2 separate regions of the Gossypium hirsutum genome follow, and region 1 is linked to region 2. Evidence: chromatin contacts called from public Hi-C data. All regions are on one chromosome and are shown on one strand. The core of a region is the stretch at or near the end of the contact, and the rest is flanking DNA. Distances in the headings are between cores, read along the strand shown. Region 1 holds the start of LOC107922242 (CTL-like protein DDB_G0288717). Region 2 holds the start of LOC107922150 (glycine-rich protein 2).

Region 1 (3,406 bases), core at 616-3,115, 290 kb after region 2:
TTTTGTCTCTTTCCAAACACATCTTTAGTGTTTTTCTCTCTTTCCAGATTTTCTCAACGCCTCCATGAGTTATTAGTTTTTTTTTCTAATCAACACATCTTTATTAATAAAATGGCATATAACAAACATCCAAAAGAGCATGCAAACTAATGAAATCCATTAAAACATAATATAGATACATATATATTTATATTTATATGCACACCACCATTTTCTTCAGTTTCTCACCAGCCAAATGGAATAAAACGAATCCCTACAACAAAAAGAAGCTAACTTTCTAGTGTTTTAACAAAAATTCAGCAAATTCCACATCCCATTTTATACTAATTGAGCTAGATCTATCAACTTTAACCTCCAAAATTCAGCTTTTAAACCTTCCACAATCCTATTTGTTTCTGGAAAAAAAACAGAGAAAGAAAGAAAAAGATCAAAGTTCTGGGAATTACCATAATCATCTTCATCAAGAAAATTAAAGGAATGGTGATCACAATTGTAAGTAAACTTGTTGTTGGAAGAAGTGAGTTTCTGCAAACACTAAGCTGCGATTGCTGGGAAATTCCTAGTGAACTCAGTGTATTCAGCCAAGATCGTTGTTCCTCGAGCAATGAAGCTATAAATAAACGCTTCCTGATTCATTCTTTTTCTCTCTTGAGTTAAATTCAGTTAGCTCACAAGTTAATCACAGAGACTGAACAGAGAAAGACAATGAAACTTTTCTTGTTCTACTACTTCAACGTTAATGTTTCCTTTTTCATTTTTTTAAGATTGAGTCTGCCATTTCTTTGTTTGTTTCAAAAATAATTTTGTGTGAGTTTAATCATCTTTTGTAATTTATTAATTTCTATTCTTTATTTTTTGAAATATGTATTTTCAATTTGAATTTGGGTGTTTGGAAAGAGAGAAAATTTGGGAAAACGTTGAGAAAAAAATGTTTTATTGGAGCAACAATGAGAAGGGAAGAGAGAAAGAAAGAATATGGGAAAGAAAATTGTTTTGATGATGTCATCTATAACATTGTGCTAATGTGACATGACACATAGGTTATTTCGTTAACTTGTCATTTGATTGACGGTTAACTCACGTTTACCGTTAAAATTAGACTAATTTTTAAAAAATCGTAATATTGAGGATGTCAATAAAAAAAGGGATTAAGGGCCCAAACCTAAAAATCTATAAACGTTGAGGGTATTTTATGCAATTAGGTCAAAATTAAATAAAATACTAAAATAATTTTTTTTATAAAATTAGAGAATCAAATATATATAAAACTATATTCTTTACAACCGATAATGATAACTTAATTATTATTAGTTGAGAAAATTTAGCATGTCTACTCTATAACATTTTGTCGTACTACTTTTAGTTGAGAAAATATAACATTTTGTGTAATAATATTTTTCATACTTTAAATAATAAGATTTTATATTTGAGTTAAATAAATGAAATAAAAAATATAATATATTTGATAATGTATTAAGTAAAGATAATTTTATGTTATGGTAAATCACCAAGTAGGTATAATCTTTCCCTTAGATCACAAGAAAAAAAGGATTGATCTAAGAGTGACAAAATCTGTCATAAATTACCACTTTAATACTAAAATTAACAAGATGAAAAAACAAAAATGGATTGAACGCCTTTGTTGTTGCTTTTTGATACCATGAATCGTGGTCATCAACTCCAACTACTTCATTATGTACACTTGTTAAATTCACTTAGTGTTTTTCTAATAATTAAAAATATATTATTGAAATTTAATTATAATTATTTAAAAAAAACTATATTTCTTTGACATTTTTAAGTAATAGTTCACCCGAAAATAATGGACTTATCTCATATTTATTTTAGTAATGAATAGTTCCACGTGGCACTTCAACAGTTCCGTTCCACCACGACCAAACGGTCCAAACCCACTCATCTTCTTCTCCAGCTCTCAGTTTAGTAATTCGGCTTCCATTCCATGAACAAACAGTCAAACAAAAACCCCCAAATAAATTTAAAATTAAATAAATCCCCCCAAAAAGTACTAAAACGAACAAAACAATAATTATTGAAAGCCAAAGTCCTAAAATTTCTTCTTGCTAATCAGATAAAACGTCTCTCCCCACGGTTGTTTTGTTTTCTCCGTCCCTTGATTCGTCGCTGCGATGGGCAGCACGGAAGAAGATACCACCACTTCCAAACCCACATCTCTATACGACGCCGCTTCCTCCACCGAACCTCTCCTCTTCAAACCCACCACCGGCTCTGCCTACCCATCTCCTCCAATCGAAGAACCACCTCAATCCGGCCCCTCCGAATCCGACCCAACTCAGTCCCTCCAGATCTCTTTCAATTACGGGCCCAGACCTTTCAAAGACCTCCCTTTCCTCATCCTCTTCCTTCTCTTCGTCCTCTGCACTTTCGCTTTCGGTATTTTCTCAATCTTCCATCGAAACGGCAACTACTCCAACGTTTCGGCCTTCACCTACGATTCCAATTCCACTTCGTGCGTTCAAGATACTTCCTTTTTATCAAGTCAATTATGGGTCTCTGAAACTTCATTTTTTGCGTTGTCAAGTTCCAGTCTTTGGACGTATTTAGTATGGACCCTTGTGATAACTTCAGTTTTAAGTGTACCCATATGTTTGCTTTTGCTTTTATTACTCAAACACTACACCAAGCAGATCGTTTATGTCTTGCTTCCTTTCTTTATAATCATGCCGGTTTTCTTTGATGTTTATTGGTTCGTTGCTTGTACCTTGAGCTCTTCTTGTAGTGATGCTTTCCCTTTGGTCTATAGAATTCTGGTGCTTATTTTCATTTTGTTAATAGTTGGGGTTATTGTTTGGATCATTGTGGCTAATTGGCATCGGATCGAGTTGACTGTGAGGATTATCGGGGTTGCTTCCGATGCGCTTTCGAGGAATTTAGGGTTGTTTTTGGTGATACCGTTGTTGACCGTTGGATTGTTGGCTTATTATGCGTCAATTGTTGTGTTCTTGGTGTTTTCTAGGTTTAATGGGAAAATTGTGGCTAAAGAATCGAATGGGGAGTATACTTGTGTTTGGAAACAAGATAGCTGGGTGCCTGCTTATTTTACATTGGCTATTTTGACAATGTTGTGGTCCTTGACCAGTATGGTGGAAGCTCAGGTTTATGTTACCAGTGGCACCATTGCTCAGTGGTACTTCTCCAAAGATGATACGAAACCTCACCGGAGCATAAGGAGATCTTTGAGGTAACTTGCTACTGTTTTTAGCTTTTCTGAATAAAGATCTTTGCATTTCAATATATTATTATAGATGATTTGTGCTTCTTTGTGAGGGTAGTTCAAACTAAGCTTGAATTGGAACTTATATTTTTGTGTTTCTGAGTGGCTGCTTTGAACTTTGGATGCATGCTTACATTATGAATACCTGACTGT
Region 2 (3,079 bases), core at 192-2,691:
AGCAAAGGTGAAAAACTAATACAATATCAAGTTGTGGTTCATAATGCGGTCACAATGAAAAGTACAATTGGTTCCACAAGCTGAGGGTTTTTTGCATAAATAATACAAAAAAATAAAAAAAAATACCAAAATAATACAATTATTTTATTATGTACCAAAATGGTACAAACAGGAAAAAAAACCTGGTCGAGGGCCTGCCACAGGCGGCACCAAAGGTGCCAGTGGCAGAGGCGGCACCAAAGGTGCCACTGCCACAGGCGACATCCCAGCCTTATAATGGTCCCCAATTCACTTCAGGTGCACGAAAGAGAAGAAAGAAAAGGAAAAGAGAAGAAGAAGAAGAAGAAGAAAAAGAAGAAGGGGAAGGAGGCGTAGAAGGAAGAAAAAGGAAAAAAAAGAAGAAGAAGAGGGATGGAAGGAAAAAGAAAAGAAAAAATAAAGGGTAAACATAGCACAGGTGCCGCCTATGACAGTGGCACCTTTGGTGCCTCCTGTGACAGACCCTTGACCAGGTTTTTTACTATTTGTATTATTTTGGTACATAATAAAATGGTTGTATTATTTTGATATTTTTTTAATTTTTTATATTATTTATGTAAAAAAAAACCCACAACCTAGCTACTACCAATATTGTTTTGGAAATTTGACCTTTCTACTTCAAGAAACTTATAACATTGAAGGTTTGACTTTTAACTTCTTTAAAATTAATCTCTTTAAATAAAATAAATAAATTACAAAACACTTTTAAAAATTTCATTTATCCTATCATTTTAACAAAATATATAATTTCGACATTTATTACTCAAAATCTTTTAAAATACATAAATAAATAATCAAATAAAAGTAAGATGTACAAAACGAATGGTTTACATGAGATGCGCATTTTACACCATAAATTTTATGGTCATTCTTCGAATGTTAAAAGATGGTGATAAAAAAGCGAAAATTTACATTTTTTGTGTTGTATTTGATCATAGAAATTACATTAAAATGGTATAAAAATGGTCTTATTGATATTTTGAAGTTTGATTTAAAAGCAAAAAAACAAACATGTACTAGTAAAGTTTGAAAAAGACAGCGACCCCATCGAAATGTCCCATCCGCTCAGTGTGACTTTCTTTACTCCCCAATTTACCCTTTGACCAGTCTTTTTCTCTTTCCCAGATTAATTAATTAATTAAATCAGCAATCATGCCAGCTTAATTTCTCCGTGCAGTCCGCGAATAGATAGATAAATACATAAATACGATAGGGTAGGATTGTCCTTTAGATCAGATTTTTGTTTTTACTGTGGGGTCCCATCAAAGTAACCCTTCTTTCTCTCTCTCATGTCTCCGGACTCTTTCGTAATTTCACATCCCCCCAAAAAAGACCGATTTAGGTTTCCCATCGTATAATCTGACGCTTCATATTCATCCACCTTATCCTTAACCCCTAGCCGTCCGATCCCTTCCTCTAAAACCCGCCGTCGTTTTGGTTCTAATTAACTTTAGAAACTGAAGTAGTTATTATTAATTATAATTCCCAAAGGCTGATGTGGCAGTCACACCTTCTGCATTCCTCTGTTCTTCAATATAAAGTCCCGACCTCACTGAGACTTCGCTTTTGCGCCTTCCTTTTTCATTTCTGTGGTTTCTGAGTGTTGTTTTGGGATTTTGAATATGGGTGAGAATAGGATGACCGGCAAGGTGAAGTGGTTCGATGACCAAAAGGGTTATGGCTTCATATCCCCTGACGACGGCGGCGACGATTTGTTTGTTCACCAATCTTCCATCCGTTCCGAGGGTTTCCGTAGCCTTGCTGATGGTGAAGAGGTCGAGTACGTTGTTGAGTCTTCTGAAGGTCGCCCCAAGGCTGTTGAGGTCACGGGCCCCAACGGCAACCCTGTTCGTGGATCATCTAGATCCGGACGCGGCGGCGGCGGTGGTAGCGGTTATGGCGGTGGATCCGGTGGTTATGGTGGAGGAGGAAGGAGAAGCGGTTATGGTGGAGGAGGCGGTGGTGGTGGTGGTGGAGGCGCCGGATGTTATAAGTGTGGTGAGATGGGCCATTTAGCACGGGAATGTGGGCAGGGTGGCGGTGGCGGTGGAGGCAGATATGGCGGAGGCGGAGGCGGCGGTGCTTGTTACAACTGTGGAGGCTCTGGGCATTTCGCTAGGGATTGCCCCAACAGTGGTCGCTAATTTTGAGGAGGGACTTAAATGTGTCATTCACATCTCCTACGATCCATCCTTTTTTCCTCTTCCGCTACTGTTTCTGTCGGTTTCGTTATTATCGTATGGTTTGCTTTTTATGTTTTCCTTTTCCAGTTTATGCAGGACGGTTTCTCTTAGTCAGTTTGCTGTTTTGTCTTTTTGGATTTTGAAGTTGGCAAATGGTTGTAATGGGTGCTTTCGTAGTAGTCTTACAGTGAGGGTGGACATTAGTGTCGATGGGAAAACAACAATGAAGAAGAAAATGATGTTAAAACTCACCGTCATCAAGTGTTTATATCGATATCATATAAATACAAACTGATGGATGATGGTTTGGTTTCAATCCTTTTTCTTTTAATTTCAGTACGCTTTCATGAATTTCTTTATTTAATGCCTCAATTGTTCGATGTGATTTGTTTTGGTTCCATTCTGGTTGTAATGTGCCATGAACCTGAAGTTTGTGTTAATATGATTGAACCATAATTTACAACATTTTGACATTTTTAGCATGGTGCCCTTTGTTTCAAGGTTTCTTTTGTTTGTTTATATTCTTAGATGGGTAGGGACTCCCTACTGTTTTTTCTTTATACTATTTGATGAAAAGGATTGGGATTTGGGACTCATTGGTGAATAATGCAACATAAACTCCCCCGATTATGTGCTGCTGCCTTGCTTTGTTTAATTACAAGTGGTCCATTTTTCCATCTCTCTCTGCATTAACCCTTTTTTTGGTTTAATCATGATGGGTAATCTGTTCTCTAGTAACAATGGGAGACACTTGGATAGGACTGCAAGAATGGTAGTTTACCTCTTTGTTGCTATGAAGTTTAGAAACATGCATTATTCGGTCTGCCGATCAAACCGATCAACTCTAAGATGGGCCG

What was found. A called contact is a pair of places that touch in the nucleus more often than the background predicts.
Region 1: a contact with region 2 is called in a Hi-C map of leaf, with 2.2 times the contacts expected there. The contact joins the promoter of LOC107922242 here to the promoter of LOC107922150 in region 2. A contact is called at or near these places in 4 of 34 Hi-C or Micro-C datasets (callus and leaf).

The regions. Positions count from the first base shown.
Region 1 is chrD01:54,862,947-54,866,352 of Gossypium_hirsutum_v2.1, forward strand. It overlaps LOC107922242 (CTL-like protein DDB_G0288717), which reads left to right and starts at 1,866. Exons shown (of 3, transcript XM_016852162.2): 1 at 1,866-3,220. The coding sequence starts at 2,148.
Region 2 is chrD01:54,575,946-54,579,024 of Gossypium_hirsutum_v2.1, forward strand. LOC107922150 (glycine-rich protein 2) reads left to right here and starts at 1,442. Exons shown (of 1, transcript XM_016852024.2): 1 at 1,442-2,538. The coding sequence starts at 1,662. The coding sequence ends at 2,183.